2 separate regions of the Capsicum annuum genome follow, and region 2 is linked to region 1. Evidence: chromatin contacts called from public Hi-C data. All regions are on one chromosome and are shown on one strand. Each heading gives the region's core, a stretch centred on a gene start, on an enhancer-like site or on the middle of the called end of the contact. The rest is flanking DNA. Distances are from core to core; before and after follow the strand shown. Region 1 holds the start of LOC107856801 (vesicle-associated protein 4-2). Region 2 holds the start of LOC107856791 (protein THYLAKOID FORMATION1, chloroplastic).

Evidence for each region. Hi-C and Micro-C count contacts between places; a contact is called where the count stands out from the background.
Region 2: a Hi-C map of placenta shows a contact between it and region 1, with 3 times the contacts expected there. The contact joins the promoter of LOC107856791 here to the promoter of LOC107856801 in region 1. A contact is called at or near these places in 2 of 5 Hi-C or Micro-C datasets (leaf and placenta).

What each region holds. Positions count from the first base shown.
Region 1 is chr7:201,051,770-201,057,869 of UCD10Xv1.1, forward strand. LOC107856801 (vesicle-associated protein 4-2) reads right to left here and starts at 4,791. Exons shown (of 7, transcript XM_016701773.2): 1 at 4,272-4,791; 2 at 3,445-3,515; 3 at 2,059-2,140; 4 at 1,840-1,958. The coding sequence starts at 4,566.
Region 2 is chr7:201,441,254-201,448,060 of UCD10Xv1.1, forward strand. LOC107856791 (protein THYLAKOID FORMATION1, chloroplastic) reads left to right here and starts at 2,953. Exons shown (of 5, transcript XM_047415355.1): 1 at 2,953-3,524; 2 at 5,698-5,965. The coding sequence starts at 3,332.

The sequences.
Region 1 (6,100 bases), core at 3,541-6,040:
AAGAAGGTGCTAGAGACCATCATTACTGTCAAATCTGATAGGCCAAATAGTATGTGATAGCGTGTGCTTATTCTTGAAGCTGATAATTTATAGCTTTCAAACTGCTAGTTAAGATATAAAATGCAAGTCCAACAAAGTATTCTGCTATCTTAAGAAAAGGAAAAGAAAATATGCATAGAAGAATGACAAGCCTAGAACTAAGGAGGATTATAAGATTTTAACCATCATATAGAAAATATTGAAATGCAAAAGTACATCAAGAATACTTGTGATTGCAGAATCAAAAGTAGAATTGGAACTTGAAGTGCACGATTTACATGTTTCAAATACACTAGAAAGACTTATTCCTTTTTTGATTGGTAAAGCTATTGAAAGAAAAGTATACAACAGAAAGAAGTATACAAATAAAGAAAGCCAAGGTAGATTTCCCTTCAAGGATAGGTTGCTTTTCATACGGGATTACACCATGTATGTTGTTTCTGTTACATTTGGCACAACTTAAATTTTGATGCTCTATGGGTTTGCTGGTGTGAGATGTTAACATTTGAAACTACTTATATTGGTGTTCTCATCTTGCTCGGAGGATATCTACACACCGCGGCAAACATGACATGTTTTCAATGCATACCAAAAATCAGCTGATGTAGATCAAATGATCCAGTTATTAAACTAATTAGCATGCTTCTGAGTTGATTTGCGGAACTGATCTAAAGGGGACACAAAACATGTTCATATGAACAGAGTTTTGAGGCGACCAATGCAAATCCTACCAACCTCTGATGACATTTTTTAAAGACCAGAAACAACATTCAAATTTGAGAAGACAGAGGCATCAGAAACTTCTCGGAATGTACTATAAATATGTAATGTATTTTCTTAAATAAGAATGAAAAGTATGTATACTCTTTTGGGATCGAAGTTCATATTATGGTAGGCCACTATAATTCTCTTTATTAGTGGTGAAATTCTTACTTTCATCTATACATTGCATAGTTATTGTGGAGGGAAAACCGTAGCTATAGCATGTTTTAATTAACTTCAAAATATATGAGAAAATACTCATGTTAAATGGCAGCACCTTAGAAGGTGAAGAGTTGTTGACTAAGAAGCACTGTTCAGTGGAAGCAAGATCAATGACAACAACATACCCAGTGTAATCCCACAAGTACGGTATGGGGAGGATGGTGTATATGCAGCCTTACCTCTACCATGTTAAGGTAGAGAGGTTGTTTCTGATAGACACTCGGCTCAAGTAAAACATATCAAAATCAAGTATGGAGAGGCCATGCTAAAAATAAAGGAGAAAAGGAACAGTAACAACAACAAATAACATGGTAACAAAGCAAAGACCAGAGCGAAACAACAGGAAATATAAAAGAATCAAGATCAATGACTTGATGCTATTCTAAGTAAGCTTTAGAGGAAAACTAATCACAGCGTAAACAAGAAATGTGTCACTTCTAGTATGACCATGAAAAGGTTTTGATCTAAGGACTTGAGCATCAAACGGATCAAGGCGCAATCTGTTTGTTATTCTAAATATTGTTTCAAGTATCCTACATTTCCATCACACATATGATTGATTCTCTTTTTATTTTTCCTTCTTTTTTTTTTTGGATTTATGCTTTATAGATCAAATATATAGGATACTTACTTTCCGGTCCAGCTAAAAAATTCAAGAAGATCGCAGATATCTATTCCAAAAAAGTTATATGGAGTACTAGGATGAATAAAATAAAGTTTCTAAAGGCCAACATTGAATTTAAGCAGGTTGTTCACTTTCATGAGAGAATACATCTGTTAATCCATGGACAAGCAAAACCATTATTTAGCACTTACCAGCTCTGGCACATAATCAACATCCTCTTTTACTTTTAAGCTCATGACTTTGAACTTGACCCTGCTCTTCTTGCCAACTTGTTTCTCGTTATTATCAGGTGGCTCGACGAATTTGAAAACTGTTAATTAGGTGTGTCATTAGCATACTAAAACAGCAATAAGCAGCTATTCTCAAGTAACATCACACAAATGGACATGAAATGCCAAGAGGAGCGTTACCTGTTGCAATGATGCTTTCATCAGGAGCAAGAATACCACCTGGAGGCCGCATGTAACAACTCTTTGGCCCCGTAGTTTGAAACTGAGAAAGCACAACGAAGTAAAATTAGGAAGTGTGTCTGGATAGCAATAGTAAGCTGACCACAATGATAAAATTAGAAAAAATATCTGAAATGCTACAATATTAAGCTGATAAACGTTACAAATACGGAAAACATCTTGCAACAGAAACGACAGTAAAATCTTCCCATTTTGCACTGATTTATGTTGGTCAACAAGTTAATCTTTGGCCTTGGAAACACAAATAGAAAGTAAAAATTCCTTGTCAGATGGTTTGTTTTGTTTGGCTATTAGCTAAAGAAAAAGTAGTCATGTTATTTTGCAATGTGAAATTACTGATGATCTCAGGCAACTATGTTTGAATATGAAAGGAATTCACTGGACAATGTCAAGCTGAATACAGAGCTGCTGGAATGCTGAAATGGCTCGCGCAAAATTGTTAGACAGACGAATAGGTGGAAAACGACTCCTGCAAATATACAATGTTTATTTGAAAGGAAAGGAATACAAGATGTTTTAAAGATAGATATGTAGCTCTATTCAGAAGATTAAGATGAATTGTTGATTGTTACTTTACTTTTGGTGTAAAGAGGAATTCTAAATGATACAGAATCAATTTTAGATATAATAGAACAAGGCTACTGTGTTTGTATTCTGAACTTTGATAGTTATTAGTGTAACAAAAAATGGAGAAATTTCTGTAACAAAGCAACTATCTTGTATTAATTCAAAAATGGTCAGTTTGGTTTGGATACACTATCAAATTAATACACAGAATGATGCTAGTTAAACATATCAATTTCACCATTAACTCACACATAATAATTGGCTGTTAAGACCTATGGTCACTAGTCAAAAATTTATGTAGGCTCGATTACGAACAATGATGCCCCAACTTGTTTGGGATTGAGACATAGTTATTATTGTATGAACAGTGATGCAGAAGACGAGTATCGTGAAATAGTATTAGTTACAAATGACAAACTTGACAAATTGGCTATCTGGAAGATCCAAATTTACTTTCCATAGTGATGTAGATCTAGCAAATAATGAACATTTCCCACTAACCACACTTCATCATCATCATTTTAATCTTCAATATCCAGAATTACTATAAATTAACCAAAAAAAAGTTGCTTTATTACCAACTCAGAGAAAGTTGGCCTAGTGGAGAATTAAAGTGAGTTGTTGCACTAATTATGGAGATTATGAAATTGACATCATGAGTATTAGGTACTAAGCACATTTCACATCAGAAAACATAAAGCATCAAACCACCAAAACAAGAAAATAACAGGACCATATAATGAGGCTAGTGTAATGTACCTTGAAGGCTACAGGATTCTTGCTAATGTTCTTGATTCTAATAGCACTCTTGACTTGTTTACCAGGCTCATCTACAAAAAGGGATAAGAATAGAATAAGCATAATCCAATAAATAATTTTAAAAAAAAATAGAAAGACAACCCTTAATTAGACATAAGAATTATTATTACTGCTAAATAGTCAATTTTCATCCAAAACATAGAATAGAAAACAAAATTCTGGTTTAGTTAATATTGGTCCATTAAGTTTATGTAACATAATAATACTCCTGGTGAAGTAGCTACAAAGTAAAATATATAACTTACTAGAATCAAAAATCAACATTCCTTTTCAGTAAACATAAAAGTAATGTAGCAAACTTTCTTTCTATTAAATCCAAATTAAGACATATTAGCAACAGAAAAGAACTCCTTCAGTTTCAATTTTAGTGTCTTAGTTTGACTAGTTATGTAATTTAAGAAAATAAGGAAAACTTTTAAATCTTGTTATCTTAAACTTAAACTAGAAATATGTGTGATGTACTAAAATACTATTTGAATATTCTGATCTTAAACAAGTCATATAGAATGTCGGAATTAGAAAGTTACCAAAGATAGGAAAAGTCATTCTTTATTTAAAACAAACTAAACAAAGGTAAGACAACTAAATTGAGACTGAGCAAGTAGCAAAATAACTGATCAAATTACCTATGTGATGAGAAATCAACCCATTATGCAAAAGAAAACTCAAAAAAGATGCCACATCAGTTGCGGGTATGGTCTAATTCATGACAAACAATTAGATATAGCCAGAAAATTTAACAAGAATAGCGAAAATGATGAACATACATGGAAAGTAAAGCTTGTTTGGTGGATCAAGACTGAGCTTACGACGCGTTGGAAGAAATGATTTTGCAACAGAAGAAACTTTAAGTGAAGCATGAATATTAGAATGATGATCCACAGAAATGCCATTATGGTTCTGATGCTGAAACTGTTGTTGTTGCTGCTGCCTAAAAGATGATGAAGAAGAAGCAACAGAAGAAGAAGTAGCAGCCACTGAACTGCTGTTTGAATGCCAAAATGGAAGTTTACATAGTCCCCAAATTTTTCCATCTACAGATTTTTCATTACCAAGTGCCATTGTTTGTTGTTGTTCTTGCTGTGTTAGGCAGTTTGGTTTATTATTATTACTACTAGCACCAAAATTTTTGCTATAGCATTTAGGGGTGGGGGTGAGTGGGGTGGAGGGGTGGGGGTGCGAGGGGGCATAGGATGCGAGTTACATAGCGTGGGAATGATGGGTTGCTGTCATAATGTGTATGGGGAGTGTGACAACAGTTATTGCTGTTGTTGCATTGGTTCTCTTCAAATTAAAAGTTGTCTTAAATACTAAGGCGCCGTCTCAGCACGAAAATCATAATTTTTTAAAGTTGGAGTTAGAATTGGAGTTGGATAAGATTATAAGAGTATAATTCAATTACTCCCACTATTTTAATAGCATTCTTTCTAAAACTATTTATTTTAATTTAGTTGTCTTTTATAAAATCAAGGAAATATTATTATGTTCTCTCAGTACTACCTGTATAATTAAATGACTAAATAAAATGTATATATTCAAATTTTTATTTTTAAGAATAAAGTATCAAATCCACGCCTACTAATGGAATTGTGAGAAACACACCTATCACCTTTAATTTGAGAAACACACCTAAACTATCACTTTTAGTTTGAAAAACACACATAACTATCACTTTAATTCAAGAAACACACCTAAAAGCTGATTACACCAAATATTTTCTTACAAACTCTTTATATGTATCTAGTCATTAAAAATAGTCCACATAACATATTTTTATTCTTAATTGCTAACACATTATTTGTTTTCATTTTAAAATATTTTGATTAATTTTTATTTATTTTAAGGTGTGTTTCTCAAATTAACCAGTGATATTTTAAGTGTGTTTCTCATACCCTCGATAGTTTAGGTATGAAACTCAAAAAAAGAGGATAGTTTAGGTGTGTTTTTGACGCTTTATTATATTTTCAAATCATAATTAATAAGACTAATTTGGTAAAATATACCCTAATAAATTTTTGTAAGAGAAGTGTCAAGTTAACAAGGGTCAATTATTTTAAAACGAATGGAGTAACATATTTCTTGTTAATTCTTTATTTTTTGTCCATTTACGTGCATCTTAATTTTAAAATAATTAATGTCAATAGAGAAAAGTTGGAAAAAATTTAATCCTCCCAATCTTACTTTGGTATCAAATATTATTCCTTATTTATTACTCCCCCCATTTAAAAAAGAATGATTTACTTTTTTTTTTAGTCCATTTAAAAAAGAATGATTTTTTTTTTTTGTAATACTTTAATATCAAATCTCCACATGGCATGATTAGGACCACAAGATTAAAGCACATTTTGGTACATTTGATATAACTTTAATAAGGTCACAAGATTCAAAAATCTCATTTATTTTCTTAAACTTTATGTCAAGTCAAAGTAGGTTATTCTTATTGAAATAGAGGGGTATTACTTTTGACATAGTAAAATTACTTTTATTATTTATATTATTTTTAAAAAATTTATTAATTTAATACGTAATAAACAAGTATTGATAGATAGAGAGTCTTCTTTTCCTTTTACATATTTTTTTTTTTGTTCATTTCTTT
Region 2 (6,807 bases), core at 1,703-4,202, 390 kb after region 1:
TAAAAAATGGATGGAAAGAGGGCTGCAGAAGAATAATTAGTTTAGATGGTGCCTTTCTCAAGGGTGTATGTAAAGGTATCTTGTTGTCTTGCATTTCCAAAGATGGAAATAATCAAATGTACCCTGTAGCATGGGCTGTGGTTGATAAAAAAAACTAAAGACACATGGTCATGGTTTCTTAGGTGCATCAGCCATGATTTGGAACTTGAAGAAAATGGGGGTGAAGACTTGACAGTAATATCTGATATGCAGAAGGTATGACTCTTCATATGGTCATATTTTTCAGTTATTTATTAGTTTGCTGCAATGATGTCTTTAATGTTTAACTACTGTTTTACATATTTTGATAGGGTCTTCATTTGGCACTTACTAATACACTGCCAAATACTGGGCATAGATGGGTGCTAGACATATATGGGCTGGCTGAAAGTAGGTTTGGAGTGGTGAGGAGTGGAGCAAAAAAGTCTGGCAGGTTGCAAGGGTCCCATTTGAAGTGTACTTGCAAAAGAAACTTAATGAACTAAGTGAGTTGGGTGTTGAAATTGTGGAAGATTTGCTCAAGTACAACAAAGAGGCATTGTATAGGGCCTTTTTTATGAAACATAGCAGGTATGATGTGGTTGAGAACAACATGTGTGAGACTTTCAATAGTTGTATTTTATCTGCTAGGTTCAAGACAATTATCACCATGTTGGAGGAAATAAGATGCAAAGTCATGGAAAGAATGAATCAAATGAGAGATTTTTCTGAAAAATGGATCACTAATGTATCACCAATGGCTATGAAAGTTCTTGCAGAGAATGGTGAATATGGAGCCAACTGTGAGGTGAGGTTTAATGGTGATATGAGTTTTGAGATTGGTGATCCACCTTATACACATGTTGTTAATGTGAAGAGGAAGAAATGTAGTTGTAGGTCATGACAACTAAAGAGAATTCCTTGTGCACATGCAATTGCTGCAATGCATTACAAAGGATGGAATGTGGAGTCATTTGTTGATCACTGGTATCAAAGGGAAACATAACTAAAGGCATATGATAAGTATATTCAACCAATGATAAGTATTAACATGTGGGCAAGAAGCACAAGACCACCAATTGAGACACCTGAGATTACTCCCATGCCATGAAGGCCAGGTAAAAATAGAAAGAAAGCTAAGGATGCAGCTGTTAAGAAGAAGTTTGAAAAGGTTACAAGAAAGGGAAAAAGATGACATGTTCTGTGTGCCAGTGTATTGGACACAACAAGAAAGAATGTCTAACTTTGGTAAGCTAAATCTTTTCTTATTGATGAATTTTACTCCTTTTGAATGTGTTTTTGACCTTTTCATATTTTTTGTAGAAAAAAGATTTCAGTAGTAGCTGTGGCAGTTAACCAAGTGTGCAAGCCAGCACTAGTACTGCAGTTGTTGCTGCTGTGAAAGATGCAAATGCTTCAACAGCTACTGAAGAGATGCCTGTAAATGCTAAATCAAGCAACAGAAGGCCCGCAGGAAGGCCTTCAAATGCTCACAGTGCACCAAGATGTTCAGGAAGGCCTGCAAATGCTCACACCAACAACAGTGGGTGCTACTGCTACACAATCTACAACTCAACAGTGTACTAGTGGTATTGGTGTCCAAAAGAGAAAGACTAGTACAACTTGAGAAGTGGTGCAGATCTGGCATATAAACGACCAAGGCAAAAGAAGCAGGTTTTGGTGTGCTGTTTGGACTAAGTGACAGTGTGGTAGAGAGGGTAAGTTTCATATAATGTACTTTACATTTAACTGATTTTAATTAGTGCATGAATAACTTATTTTTTTTTATTTTTACAGTCTGGAAATACTGATAGAGTATTGCATAATCCAACACTTATTAGTTCAGTTCTAACCAATATTAACTTGGGTTTCAAACCAAATGGACTAAGGTGGAAAGGTGGAACTGCAGTAACTCAAAGACAGCTACAACAACAGAGTAACAAGAGATCAAAGGCAAAATCATCTACAACCACTCAAGCCACATCAAGCACTCAAGCCAGCAAGAATCAGTCCACAACAAGCACTCAAGGAACACATTAGTGTCATTCTCTTTCTGTATTGATCCCAAGTGTTGTTAAGATAATTTTTTAAGACATGGTTCATTTTTCATTTAAGATGTTGTTAAGACAAGCATTTTCATGTCAACTCTTGTTAAGACATTATATATTGCACATTTCTATGTTGGCAATGGTGTTTGTTATTAAATTTTAATTTCATTTCATTGTATATACCAACTACATAGATCAAGTCATCTTAAATAATACAATAGATAGAAATCAGATGACAACAATAATGATAACAATGATATCAATATTAATGCTTGGTCTTTCAAGTCTTCCGTGCCTTTCATATCTTCCCAGTCCTTGTTGTCTTCATTGCCTTTGATGTCTACCTTTATATTGTTCATTTTCATCGGCCCATCGAAAGAATCCACAATCAGTACCAACCTAATATTTTTGACAGCCCCAAAACATTCTTCTGGAATTGGTTGGTGTTCTTGACATCTTAAATTTCGCGTAAAGTCCACAGTAACAAATTCGAACTGTCATAGTGTTGCAAAAAATTACATAAAAAATTAAATTTCCACTATTACAAGCATAGCAGGAAAAAAAAAATTAAAGCACAAGAACTTGGAGAGAGAAAAAATGTAGAAGAAAGGATACAAATAAAGTTGTTGGAAGAAATGAGGAAGAAGGAGTATTTAGGTAGCATTTATAGTGCACTTTTTGACCATTGGGGCCTTTTATTAATTGGTTGACGCGCGAGTAGAGTGTAAAACACACGCTCCTATGTGGTCTCAGCCACATAAGATGCCATATTAGAAATTGTGTTTAAAAAATTGCTTTTTAATGGGTTCAAATAACAAAAATATAAATAAAAGTGTTCAACTTACAAAATTAATATATTACAGGTTCCATAAGATCATTTTGTCAAAAAAGATTGACAACACAAATTGATTTCCGATTAGGAAATACCACCTGTTGCTGCTTCACCAATTGGCCTAGCTTATGAGTTACTACAATCGTTCATAACCACAAAAATGTTGTAGTACAGAATGCATCCATTCAGTGCACGTGTTATTCTCTTATTCGTCCCCTCTCATGAAATATTTCTTTTTAATAAAAGGAAAAATCCTTAAAACATTGGATAAGCCCTCAAATCCAAACCTCACCCTCCATTTTTTTTTTTCCTTGCTTCATTTTCAACACACAAAAAACTGAAATGGAAAACAACTCCATTCTCTAAACCAAAATACACACTACATTGTATTCTCTAGTTCTGCGTTTTCTTCTTCACCTTTTGCTGTAGAAAAATGGCGGCGGCAGTTACTTCAGTATCTTTCTCGGCAATTGCTCAATCAGCGGAACGGAAATCCACTATATCATCGTCTCGTTCAATTGATACATTTAGGTTCCGTTCCAATTTCTCCTTTGATTCAATCAATGCTCGATCTTCCAATTCCACTTCTCGCTTTGTTGTTCATTGCGTGGCCAGTTCAGCTGCAGGCAAGTTCTACTTTCATATCTCCATCCAGCGCTTCGAATTTGAGATCGACAAAAAATAAAATAACTCACTCTGTTTAAACGTAGTTGTTATATTTTGCTTCTCGAGAGTAGATTGAACTGATTTCTAAAGCTAAATTAGATTAAATTAATTCAATATTTTAATGTTAAAATTTAGATACAGAGAAACTATACGGAAAGTAGTATAATTTCTGATTTCATGTCCAGTTCAGCCGCGGGAAAGTTGTCGATTCAGTGCGTTGAATTTGAAATCGACAAAAAAAGAAAAAATACTGACTCCATTCTGAACTAGTTGTCATGTTTAGTTTCTCGAGAGTCAATTTAACTAATTATTAAAGCTAAATTAGTTTAGATTAATGCAATATTTTGAAGATTAAAATTTAGATACTGAAAAATTATACGGAATGTAGTATAATTGCCTGTCCAGTACAGCCGCAAGCAAGTTCCTGATTTATTGCTTCGTATTTGAAATAGAAAAAAAAAATTAAAAAAAATCACTCGGTTCAAACATAGTGGTTATATTTTGCTTCTGGAGAGCACATTGAACTAATTTTTAAAGCTAAATTAAATTAGATTAATTCAACAACAACAACAACAAACCCAGTATATTCCACATCATGGGGTCTGGGGAGGGTACGCAGTCCATACCACTGCCTCTAAAGAAGTAGAGAGGCTGTTTCTGATAGACCCCCGACTCAAGACAAAGGACAGTATATATAGAAAAATATGATAAAATAACATAGGTATGACATTCACCAAAAATATTGAACACTGCCAAATTTATTAATTCAATATTTTAATATTAAAATTTAGATATTGAGAAACTATACGAAAAGTAGTATAATTGCATTTCTTTCTCATATTCATCTTAATTTATCGGTTAAAAGTTCATATGTTTGAAACTCAAAAAGGAAACTGTGACAAGTATTTTGGAACGGAGGGAGTACTATACACAATAGCTATTTTTCATCTGATTTTCTGTTTTGGTTTAGTTACTTAGCAAGTCACTGTAGCTAATTGCATGATTGTGTGGAGGTGTATTTATAATGTTACAATTGCTTAACTAACTTCTTTCAAATACGAGTATGTTTAGTCTTTATCTTTTAGCTTTTGATATGAAATGCATAATGGTTGAATTTGGATTTAGATATAGTGAAATGCCGATGTTTTCTAGTTGAAATTACTTCCATGTGATTTGAAGTGTTAAGGATATGTTAATGTTATATAGTCACTACATTCTGCTTTATATAACACCAGGTGGGTGTTTGGATATAAAAGTTGTGAAATTTGGAAAAAGTACTTGTTTTCAAGTTGAAAATGGTATTTGGAAATTGGAGCTGTGTTTAGACATAAACACAAATTGGAATTGTTTTTGAATTTTTGTGAGCATTTGGAGTGAAAATTGTGAAAACAGGCTCTTTGGAGCTTTTTGAATTTCAGAAACTTCAAGTTGGATTCCGGAAAATTAATTGTAACAATTGTATGTCCAAATAGTTTTCCGGAATTTTGAAAATTATCCATGGTCAAATGGACACCAGACATTCCAAAATGTTTTACACTATTCCATTTCTATACAACTTTTAGAACTTGTACAAATTTAAAGGCATTAAACTATTCCTAGAATTTAATATATATACTAGTCAAATTAACATATCAAACTCCATGTTCATACCACCAAAGGATGTGGTGTAGTGAATGAGGTTGCTCTTCCCTTAACCAAAGGTCTTGGGTTCGAGCCTTGGGCATGGAAAAATTTTCGGTAGGGAGCGCTACCCCTAATGGCTACCCGGTGCGAATCCGGATTAGTCGGGCTCCAATGTGGGTACCGTACACTGGATGGAAACCAAAAAAAAAAGAACTCCATGTTCATACTAATGACTCCATATAAGATGGATCAGAGGGAGTACTATTTCTTGCTAATGAAGATTGAATTAACTTGTCAAAGGAAAAAACATCGAGTACTAAACCAGCAGAGAAATGAAGCCGTCTCTGGCTTAATATTTCTGTCTGCATTCTTTCAACTATCCACTTTCTGTATTTACATTTTCTTTAGTCTAATTTCATTCTGGTTACTTATTCCGTTCCATCTTCTTGATTTTTCAAGTGTTTAGTTTATAAGGTAATGATACAGTGTGTTATATTGAATTGTTTACAGATTTGCCAACTGTTGCCGACACTAAAATGAATTTCTTGACCACTTACAAGCGTCCAATTCCAACTGTTTACAATACAGTGTTACAAGAGCTAATCGTGCAACAACATTTGATAAGGTACAAGAAATCCTACCAATATGATCCCGTGTTTGCACTAGGTTTTGTTACTGTGTATGATCAACTTATGGAGGGCTACCCAAGTGAAGAGGACCGTGATGCCATCTTCAAAGCATATATAGAGGCGCTAAAGGAAGATCCTCAGCAATACAGGCATGTTTAATCCATCTCTTGCCACTTTTCGTTGCTTTTACTCCTCCTTCGTTTAAAGGCTTGCATATAATAATTATTTATAAGCGATGGGCCTTCCAGTAAGGTACTTGTAGATAAAAGATATGTTTAATTATCATTAAGAGTTTTGTGGAGGATAGATCCAAAACCAGATAAATAGGCATAGCCGTACTATGGAGCTTGAGAAATGCAGGTGTATGATTTCCCAATGAATGGAAGTGCTATTCAAAATAGTGAATTATCTGTAGAATCCTTGGTTCATTTACTAAAATGTATCTACTGTTATCCTTAATCTAACAGTGTCTTCCTGGACGTATGAAGAGGAACCCTTGAATGAATTGAACAAAGTAACCCATTCTGAAGTGGATATAACTATTATAAGTTTTTTAACCAAGAGATTACATGGGATGAGAATGATTGATCCAAATTATACATTTCTCACATTTTTCCTCTTGTAGAGTGCCATGACCCATTTAAAGCTGTGAGTGGCAGCCGGTAGGCTCTGACCTGGCTAACATAACCCATGCCTCTCAAGACAAAACTCAACTTATAGGTCAGGTTTCATAACCAAATTACTTACATGCTTAGCAAACCCAAATATAGTGCAACTACATCTCAAGTTCTCAACCTAGGGTTCACCTAAAATGCAAGAATGAGAAATTAGATGTAAGAAAGAGTTGAAGCATAAGTATGCCTTAATGTACTAGATAGAATTCCAGGAGAGCCTCTTATCTTTCTCGTGGTGGGCAAAAATGTCAGTCTTTATCTTAATTTTGTTGAGGACCCATATAGCCAAGTGCGAATAATTTGGGATTGAGGCATAG